Regions from separate parts of the Eptesicus fuscus genome. Here region 2 is linked to region 1. The links are chromatin contacts, called in public Hi-C maps. All regions are on one chromosome and are shown on one strand. Each heading gives the region's core, a stretch centred on a gene start, on an enhancer-like site or on the middle of the called end of the contact. The rest is flanking DNA. Distances are from core to core; before and after follow the strand shown.

Region 1 (4,733 bases), core at 1,893-4,392:
GAGGGGACACTTTGCATATTAGCCTTTTATATATAGATTTGCTTCTTGTAATTACTCCCAAAGTTCTTTCTTACATAATTGCCAAAACTGAATTACTTCTTTGCTTCCTTGCCCATGTCAATTTCTCTAAAACATCATCCCAGCCAACATAATGATCTTGGATGGGAAGGCCAAAGCTTTCATTTGATCTTTGATCCAGAACTAAATCTTAAAAGAAATTGTACTCAAGGCCTTTTCGTTTCATTTTTTTTTACCATTTGAGGTCTAGAAAATGTCATCTTTACTAATCCTTCCAAATTTCTTATGCACTTTAATTTCTGTAATTATTTCCAAAGCTTATCTCTTTAGTAAAATCTATCTAAAAGTAAAATTCAAAATACACTATAACTTTGAACTATTTCCTCTGGACTACAGCCTCAATAGATAGGTGTTATGCTTTCCAATTATCACAGGTAACAGTTTTACCAATTATTTTGCCACTGCAAAGCATGGGTTTCCTTCTTCCAGCCTCTGATATCAGTTCTTTAACATCTGCTGTATCATCACTAAAACAATACAACATATTTTAGGTAATTGTCTTAGAAGTACCCCACTTCTGATACCAATTTCTGGATTAGTTATGGTCATTCTAGTTCTTGTAAGATATAAATTCTCAAATCTTAATTTTCTCTCCTATAAGAAGTCCAAAAGGAGTGTTTTCTAATTTTGGATGTGGTTGTCTTCCAAGTAGTGATTTAGTCACATATGCTCCTTCTCTCTTCTGGCTCCGACATCTCCAACATATAGTTTTCAAGGTTTCCATACTCATTAGCTTCAATCTGATGGAGAAAGATGACGGGAAAGGGAGGACCCTATTAAGCCTGGAAATAAGCATATCATGTCCATTCATATTTCGTTGACTAAAAGTCAACCACATGGCAAGGAAAATTGGGAAATTTATTCTAGCTGTATATCCAGGAAGAAGAAATAAGTATCATGAATGTCTGGTCTAGTCTCTGTCACAAGGTTCTAAAAAGAAAAAAAATGCTAGATAAAAATAACAGAAAGTCACTCCAATCTATTAAGTTTGACCTCATCCTACTAGTGCCACCAAGATAATTTCACTGCTATATAAAAGAGCAATAACTCATTTTCTTTTAAATAATGGCATTACTTTAAAGAGAGTATTTTTGATAGCGTAATATGTACAGAATTTAGAATTAAGAATGAAATTCAGATAGCAAAAAGAGACATTGAATGTAGAGTATTTTTTAAAGCCTGACTGTGAAGGAAATCGAGTGGAACCAGAAATGTGGAAGATTAAAGACAGAAAGATAATAAATGGAAGAGAAAGATGGAATGGAACCAGGGAACAGATGAATAATTCATCTGACATAAGAACGGGGAGTATCTCATTCCTCTGATACTGGAGAAAAGCAAAGAAGTATCTAATTTTCTAGCATTTGGAAAATTGAAGGAGTTTGTGCCTAACACCATTAATTTTCTTGTAAAGTTTGAAGTAAAGTCATATAATGCAATATGGCCAGAATTTAAAGACTGTAAAAAGTATTCTGGTGGGAAGGGAGATAAAGGTGCTGAAGGATATGCAAAGTAGGAGGGAGAAATCCAGCTGAGGTTAATAGAACTTAAATTTGTAGTGGTAAGATAAACAATGTTCCCTACTGTTTTGCATAGGAACTCAGCTACCGCTGTAGGAGAGGAACAGGCAGATGGTTAGTACTTGGTGCGTAAACTTACTATAGCACTCATTACACTATAAAGCCTCTGGAAGCCAACTTTGATTTCCTAAACTATCCACACAGTAGGCACATGATGAATTTTTGCTTGAATGGACTGATTCAGTCATTGCCAATTCTGCCATAGTACTCTATACAGTGACTGGCAACTGCCCACATTTCATTCGGTATGCTAATGTTAAAAAGAAAAAAAAAAAAAACTCCAAAAAATTGCTAAACTTAGCAGTCTTAAGATGACAACTATGTCAGCTGAGACATACTTATCTTGTGCCAGTACATCTGCCTTTGATGTTTGCTTCATTTACCTTATGCCACTGTGCTTTTACTGGATCAGAAAACGGTAATTCCGTGTTTAATAAACCACGCCATTATTTCGAAAGTCCTGGAGGTTCTTTAGACACCAACCATAACCTCACAACCCCCATCACAATATTCCTTCAAAGAGGTGCAGGGACACGGTTGAGTGTTTATGATGCACCCTTCACAGGGAAAAGCTGACTCGGTGAAGGGTGGAAGCACTAAACCGGGGGTCCTCCCGTGAATCGTCTGCAAAGTCTGGCCCCGATCGATCTTGTTTTCTTCTCCCCTTTGGAACTTTCAGCTTTGTCGTGATCACACATCACCTAATCGAACTCCTCCATATTACACAAGCGTAAACTCAGGTTCAGGAAGTGTGGCCCGAGACTTAAACCAGGCAAAGAGGGCTCTCTCCCTTACCCCAGTGCCATCTCTCAAGAGCCAAAGCGCTAACTTACGATTTGGCCGCGAGTGGCGGGGGGGGGGGGGGGGGGGGGGGGGAGGGGAAGGAGGCAGGAACGAAACTGTGCACAACAGTGCAAAACGAGGCCCCATCTCCCGGATCTGGAGGTCCGGGCCTCCCGCTAACCCAGTGTCTGGACCGCGCTTCCGCCCCAGCGCCGACCCGGCCGGGAGCCGCTCCTCGCAGCCCGGGCCACACGCCGAGGCGCAGCCAGCCCGGGGGAAGCCGGGCACTGGCCCTTGAAATCTCCCTTTCGTCCACGCGCGCGCCACCGTCCGGGCGCCGGCTGATGGCGTCACGAATACTTCCGCCCGCGGCGGCGTTCAGGGCTCAAGTGGGGAAGGAAGACGGGACGGCTGAGTGCAGGGAGTGAGGGAAACAGCGAGGAGAGAGAAGAAACTGGGGCACTCGCGGGCGCCACGGCAGTGTCCGCGGCCCCGCTCTGTCCCCCTTCGGAAGTCGTCCGAGGCGCGCTGCCCTCGCTGCACGGTAGTCTCCTCTCCTCCGAGTGTCCCGACACCCGGGTCTTCCTGTACGTCTCACCGCCCCCCCGCCCTCCTTGCTCCCTTACGCTCTCTCCTCCCTCCCTTCGCCAGGCTCCCCGCCCTTAGTATCGCGAGACGAGGTGAGAGCTGGCGGAGCGGCGGCGGCGGCGGCGGCAGTAGAGGTGACCGAGGCGGTGGCGGCGGAGGCGGCACCGAGCGCTGTGTTGGCCCCGGTGCAGCCGAAGTCGCGGTAGAGCGTAGCCCCCACGCCCCTCCCCCGTCCGCGCCCTCCCTCTTTCCCTGGGGATGGAGAAGGCGACGGTTCCGGTGGCGGCGGCGGCGGCAGCGGCGGCTGCTGCTGAAGGAGAAGGGAGCCCCCCGGCGGCGGCGGCGGCGGCGGCGGCTGTGGCGGGCCCCCCCGCGGCGGCGGCGGCGGCGGCGGAGGTCGGCGGCGGCGGCGGCGGGGCTCGCTCGGCCTCTTCTCCTCGTGGGATGGTGCGAGTCTGCGACCTGCTCCTCAAGAAGAAGCCGCCGCCGCCGCAGCAGCAGCAGCAGCACCACAAGGCCAAGCGAAACCGGACTTGCCGACCCCCCAGCAGCAGCGAAAGCAGCAGCGACAGCGACAACAGCGGCGGCGGCGGCGGCGGCGGAGGCGGCGGCGGCACCAGCAGCAACAACAGCGAGGAAGAAGAGGACGACGACGACGAAGAGGAGGAGGTTTCTGAGGCAAGGGCCTGCTTTCGAGGGAGGAGGGAGGAAGGGACCGTAAAGGGTAGGGGCCGAAGGTGGGAGGGCACTTGCGGTGGGACAGATTCCTGCGGGTTGATTTATCTTAGGGGACCAGGCTTCCCCTGCCCTCTTTCTTTCCCCGGCCTAAATCGTGAGGTGTGGGGCTGTGGGGGAGGGTAGCTGACACGTGGGGGTGGGAGGACCTCAGAGTCCACGGAGTTAGGGAACAGTTCATTACCCTGGGATGGGAAAAATTGGTTAGATTCCCTATTGGCAACACCCGGTGGGGTCGGCCTGGGGCGGGGGCGGGAGCAAACCTGCAGGAGGAAGATGATGGATAGGCGAGTCTCTGGGGGAATGACTGGAAGTTGGTAAATTTCTCCCCATTGTGAGGCTCGAGGAGCAGTTTTGGGGGGGAGGTAAGCTTGTAATGGATTTAGAGTTGTGTTTGTGTATGTGAGAGGCACGTGAGAGGCTGTACTTTTCCATATTCTGCCACAGGTTTTTTTCGTAATTGTGGCTGCCGAAGTAACCTTCACTTCCTCCATATTTCAAGGCTTTTGCATAAACTGATCTTATGTCCATATACATTTATGTAAAATGCAGAGGATGAAAAGTACATTTGATGCTTGCATTGTGCATTCACATTACCTCTTCAAGTGCTTCCTTAGTGAGGAAGAATTAGGTTATGTTTTCCAGATGATATGGGGCAACTAAAGTGCCTACTTGGAGCCAGGCTTGGTTGTGGTGAGTTGGAATAGGAAGGCCTCTTGGTTTGTCCTAGTGATCTGGTTTCATAACTGTTTGTAATTTTTCCTGGGTCCACAGACAGGCGGCGTTGCAGGACCTCGTTCTTCACAGGAGGCCGTGTAACCCCAAAGTTCAGTAAAACATACCATGCTGACAACAAACTTAAGGGTTAGCCTTACTGGTTAGCAGGTTTTCTTTTCTTTTTTCTTTTCTTTTTGTAACTCTTGTGCACTCTCTGAAATGGAAGCTAGGAAATTTTGATATGAGTAAAGA
Region 2 (4,922 bases), core at 535-3,034, 170 kb after region 1:
CCTGCCCCCTGTATCCCCTTTACTTTCCTCACTTCTAAGCTCCAAGGGCCCTTCCTTTACTTCTGTAACTTGTTTCCTAAGCCTAATTTCTCGTACAAATTACTTATTCCACCTCCATGATTTTATAAATGTTCTCTTATAGTTTGAGTCTTCGCTCTGAATTCTGTCATAGCCAGAACCCAAGAACCAAGGTCGCTGAACCCAAGTATGGCCTGACCCCAGAGGTCTAACACCTGTGCCCTTCCCGCCACCCCCAACAGTACTTACTAGTTGCTGCAATTTGACATTACCCCAACATTTATCAGAGGCTTCTTTGTTTTGATTAACATTTTATTCCACAAAACACAATTTGGCCCCTAAGTCTAGTGGTGACCCTTCTGTGGAAAGTCCTTCATTGTCACTCCAGTTTACTGTTACCAGCAACAATACTAAAAATTAGTCCATGAAGATTTGGTGTATTCCTTTTAACCAGAAGACACCTAATGTTGCTGTTCAGACTGGAAAGCTTACACAGGATAATGTAAGCTCTAGTAAATTCACCGTATTGCCAGTGATAATTCCTCTTAACTCAGGAAATGGTATTTGACCTTCAATATAAGTTTTGCTATGTTGATGAAAGGGGCCACATGCTAACCTGACAAGCTCAGGGAAGGCCTGCATGGTGGTCTTGCAAACCCAGAGACCTAAAGTAACCACAAAGGATGGTCTGAAATTAAACTTTAACTGAAAGTAGTTATGGTGGGCAGTTATGTCTTAGGCCGGTATCTTCACTGACAAGGTCAACCTCTACCTTAACTGAGCCTGTCTGTCTTTTTACATCTATGATAACATATCCTTGAAATGTCTGGGTAACTTGTAACTTCCCTTTTTTCCAGACACCTCAGGCCACAACCAAATGCCCTGGGCACCAGGATGGGAGACCACAAGCTCCTTCATTGTTACTGTTATGTTAATTGTTTACGGTTAACTATCTCCTCCCAGAGGTTTCCCTGCTTTGCTTTCTCCCACTCTATCACCAATAGATTTCATGTAACCCACCCAATCAATGTATAAAAATAGACGAAAAACAGCCATTCTCTGGAGCATTACCCCAATATTTGAAATTTACTTCCTGGAAATTGTCCAGTTTGGTTCAAATAACCTCACAAAAATTCTTTACAGGTCTGGATATTTTTATGTTAATAGCTATGTATTAGAAAAGATAAAGCGAAGGAAACTCAGTTTGCAGGTGGGGTTAAAAATTCTAACTGGAACAAATGAGCCCAGACTGAACGAACTGTGCCTGGTACATAAGCGGTGCTGATTAAAGCAGGATTGGTCAGAAACACATGGCTCTCTCCAAAGTGGCATTTCAGCCACGTGTAGGCTCTGGCAGTATAATCTAGCTCCTAGCGGAAGCAATCAGGATGCACCTAAAGAGGTGGGAACCACATTATGGCCACAACCTCCCCCCCCCCCACCCCCCCAAGCTTAATCCATTAAAATGACACAATTCGGTTAGGTAAAAAAAAATAATGAAAAGGCACACGGTGAAGACTGACTTTAGAAAGGCCCCGCCTCTGCACTTCCGGTCCAGCCTCTGAGCAGGTCCACGCCAGCAGCGGGAAAATCTCCTGCGTGCGCAGTAGGCCTGCCCAGTGCCGCGTGGGGAAGGCGGGACTTCCCCATCTTCTACGTCATTTCCAGTGCGACGCGAACGTCACTGACTTGACCGGGAAGGTCAACGGTGGCTGAGGGCGGGCGCGCGCCCACCGGACGCTCCCGGGTCGCCGACGCATGCGCGCGGGGTCGACGGACCTGTACCTGCCGCTAGCTTGCGAAGCCCGCCTTTCGGGCTCAGCCCTGGCGCACACATGCTGTGCCGGCTTGGCGGTAGGTGGCTGCGGCCGCTGCCTGGCCTGCAGCCTGGAGCCTGGGGCCCGCAGTTTGCTCCGGTCCCGACCTGCGGTGCCAAGCCCTCGGCTCTGCCGGCGTGGGCGGTGGCCTCTGTGTCTGCAGTGAACCCGGGCGGCGCCGGCGGCTGGTACGAGGCGCTGGCCGCTTCGGCGCCTGTGCAAGGCGCGGAGGAGATGCTGCTCGCCGCGCACGGCGTCACGGGCCTGCCCTGGTGGGGCAGCATCCTCTTCACCACCGTGGCCCTGCGCGGCGCCGTCACGCTGCCCCTAGCGGCCTACCAGCACTACATCCTGGCCAAGGTGAGGGGCGCCGCGCCGCGCCCGGAGGCGGCCGGCCTCAGTAAGATACGGCGGACCGCCGGAGTGCTTAGGGTTCCTGGTCGTGACCACTTCCGTGCCCGGAAGGTGGCCTAGCATTGGATGTGAGGAGTAAGAGATGGTTAGTGATACAGGCACCAGCCATCTCGTTTACCCTACTGGGTTTGTGCGCAAAGCAGGAGCGGTGACTAACCTTGTTAGAGAAATGAATGAGGAGCAGAAAAGTTAAGGCAGTGAGTTACTTTACAGAATCAACACGGGGCAGATAAAAATGCACAATTTTGGGGGTTGCTGTCACAGAAAAAATTAACGATTTAACTAATACACTTCTATTTCCTCAGTTTCCGGTACTGGGAAAGCCGGGGATGAAACATGAAAGTGCAGGTGCAGTTCTCGTTTAATCCTTACAATAACCCTGTGAAGTAGGCACTGTTGCACGTTTTATTTACGAGGGAACCGGATCCTAGAGGTGAAGTAACCTGCCCAATGGCACGTAGCTTAAGTGTATAATCCGGAATTTGGATTTGGTTGTAACAGGATATCTTAAGCAATTTAACATCTTATGCTTAGACTTAAGGTTTTTTGACATGCTCAGTAAACCATATATATATATTTTTAATCCTCACCCGAGGATATATTTTTTTCCCATTGATTTCAGACACTGTGGGAGGGAGGGAGGAGGTGGGGAGAGAGAGAGAGATGGAAACATCAGTGGGAGAGAGAAACATCGATTGGTTGCCTCCCAAATGCAGCCTGGCCTGATGGGCTGGGGATGGAACTGGCAACCCAGTACATGCCCTGACTAGGATTGGGACTCAGAACCTTCCAGTGGGAACCGGACGGCACTGTAATTCCCTGAGCCACTCTGGCTGGGCAGTAAACAAAAATTGTAAATGAGTTGAGGGAATAGAAAATAAAACTATGAGTGGTTATAAATAAAGATCCTTTATGTGCTCATAACAAATTCTACTTTTTCTTTAGCTAGGTGGAAAATTTGCAACCAGAAATAAAAAATATTGCCCAACACCTTAACCATGAAGTTGCAGTTCGTGCAAAACAGTTGGGGTGGTCCAAAAGAGTTGCCAGGTAAGATAATTCTGTGCATATAAGACCATGAAAATATATGTATATAATGTGAAAGTGATTATGTTAATTATAGGCTTGAGTATTCTGTAGCTTTAGCAGCAAAGTAGTTCTTTTCTTTAATATTTTAATAAGTTTATGTGGCATGGTAGTTTTATTTTTTATTTATTGATTTAAGAGAGAGAGGAAGTTCCCCTTATTTATGTATTCATTGGTTGGTTCTTGTATAGGCCCTGACTGGGGATCAAACCTGCAACCTTGGTGTATTGGGATGACGCTCTAACCAAGTTACCCAGCCAGGATTGGCATAATTTAGGGTGTCCCAAAAAAATGTATACACACACTTTGAATAATTATAAAGGCAGTATTTATAAAAATACATTTGATTTTCAAAATTGAGCTATCAGCTGTTAAACTAGACATTTTTTGGGGACACCTTGTTTTATATGCTGGACTGAAAGCAAAGAAATGGAGAAACAAAGATAAGGGCAAGTTTCTTATTCTTTTATTTTTTTAAATATATTTTTATTGATTTCAGAGAAGAAAGGAAAGGGAGAGATAGAAACATCGATGAGAGAGAAATATTGATTGGCTGCCTCCTGCATGCTTCCCACTGGGGACCGAGCCTGCAACCTGGGCATGTGTCCTGACTGGGAATCAAACTGTGACCTTCTGGCTCATAGGTTGATGCTCAACCACTAAGCCACTGGGGCCAGGCAAGTTTCTTTTTTTAAAATATATATTTTATTGATTTTTCACAGAGAGGAAGGGAGAGGGAGAGGGATAGAGAGTTAGAAACATCAATGAGAGAGAAACATCGATCAGCCGCCTCCTGCACACCCCCCACCGGGGATGTGCCCGCAACCAAGGTACATGCCCCTGACCGGAAACGAACCCGGGACCCCTCAGTCCGCAGGCCGACGCTCTATCCACCGAGCCAAACCGGTTTTCGCCCAGGCAAGTTTCTTATTCTTAAAGAGACCCCACCCTACTCAAAAGACCTGCAATCAAATAATGACTGAATTAAGTACGATAAAAAAGGTTTTGTGCAAGGAGTTGGATCATTATGGAAAGTCAGGGAAGGCTTCACAGGATAAAGATACTGTGCCAGTCTGTTGGTGCTTTAGTCAACAAATTAATACAGGTTATTTTTCAAACTTGACCTTTATGAAAAGATACAGTAGGCAATAGCCCTCAGGAGTGAGGAAGTAGAAAATGTGAATATTATAATAGCAACTGGATAGTTAGGGTGCTGTCCATCCACTGTAGTTACCCTGTGTAGTAATCTTTCTGGGGTCTTAGAAACTCTTGCCCAAGGGTGCATGACCATAGTCATCCACTGGGAACTTCTAAGTCATCATGCTTCAGTCAACCTAAGCTACTACTTAGTTTCCCAAATTATTATTCTTACTATATTGTGACATAGTGTTTACCATTTCACAGAAATGAGAAATATGTGTATATACACATATATGGTTATCCATACATTTATCTCTGTAGGTATAAATTTGCCAACTATTTTCATTATGAAAGTGCTTCTTTCTATTTAGTGTTAAAAAGACTTGACAAACCTGTAGTTTTGAAGTTTTACTTATCAGAGAAATCTCAGAATTACAGCTCTGTGCC

The links. A called contact is a pair of places that touch in the nucleus more often than the background predicts.
Region 2: a contact with region 1 is called in a Hi-C map of muscle, with 4 times the contacts expected there. The contact joins the promoter of LOC103300583 here to the promoter of ANKRD17 in region 1. A contact is called at or near these places in 2 of 2 Hi-C or Micro-C datasets (liver and muscle).

What each region holds. Positions count from the first base shown.
Region 1 is chr2:71,583,317-71,588,049 of DD_ASM_mEF_20220401, forward strand. ANKRD17 (ankyrin repeat domain 17) reads left to right here and starts at 3,143. Exons shown (of 33, transcript XM_054728438.1): 1 at 3,143-3,707. The coding sequence starts at 3,288.
Region 2 is chr2:71,757,854-71,762,775 of DD_ASM_mEF_20220401, forward strand. LOC103300583 (cytochrome c oxidase assembly protein COX18, mitochondrial) reads left to right here and starts at 1,785. Exons shown (of 6, transcript XM_054728462.1): 1 at 1,785-2,195; 2 at 3,199-3,299. The coding sequence starts at 1,854.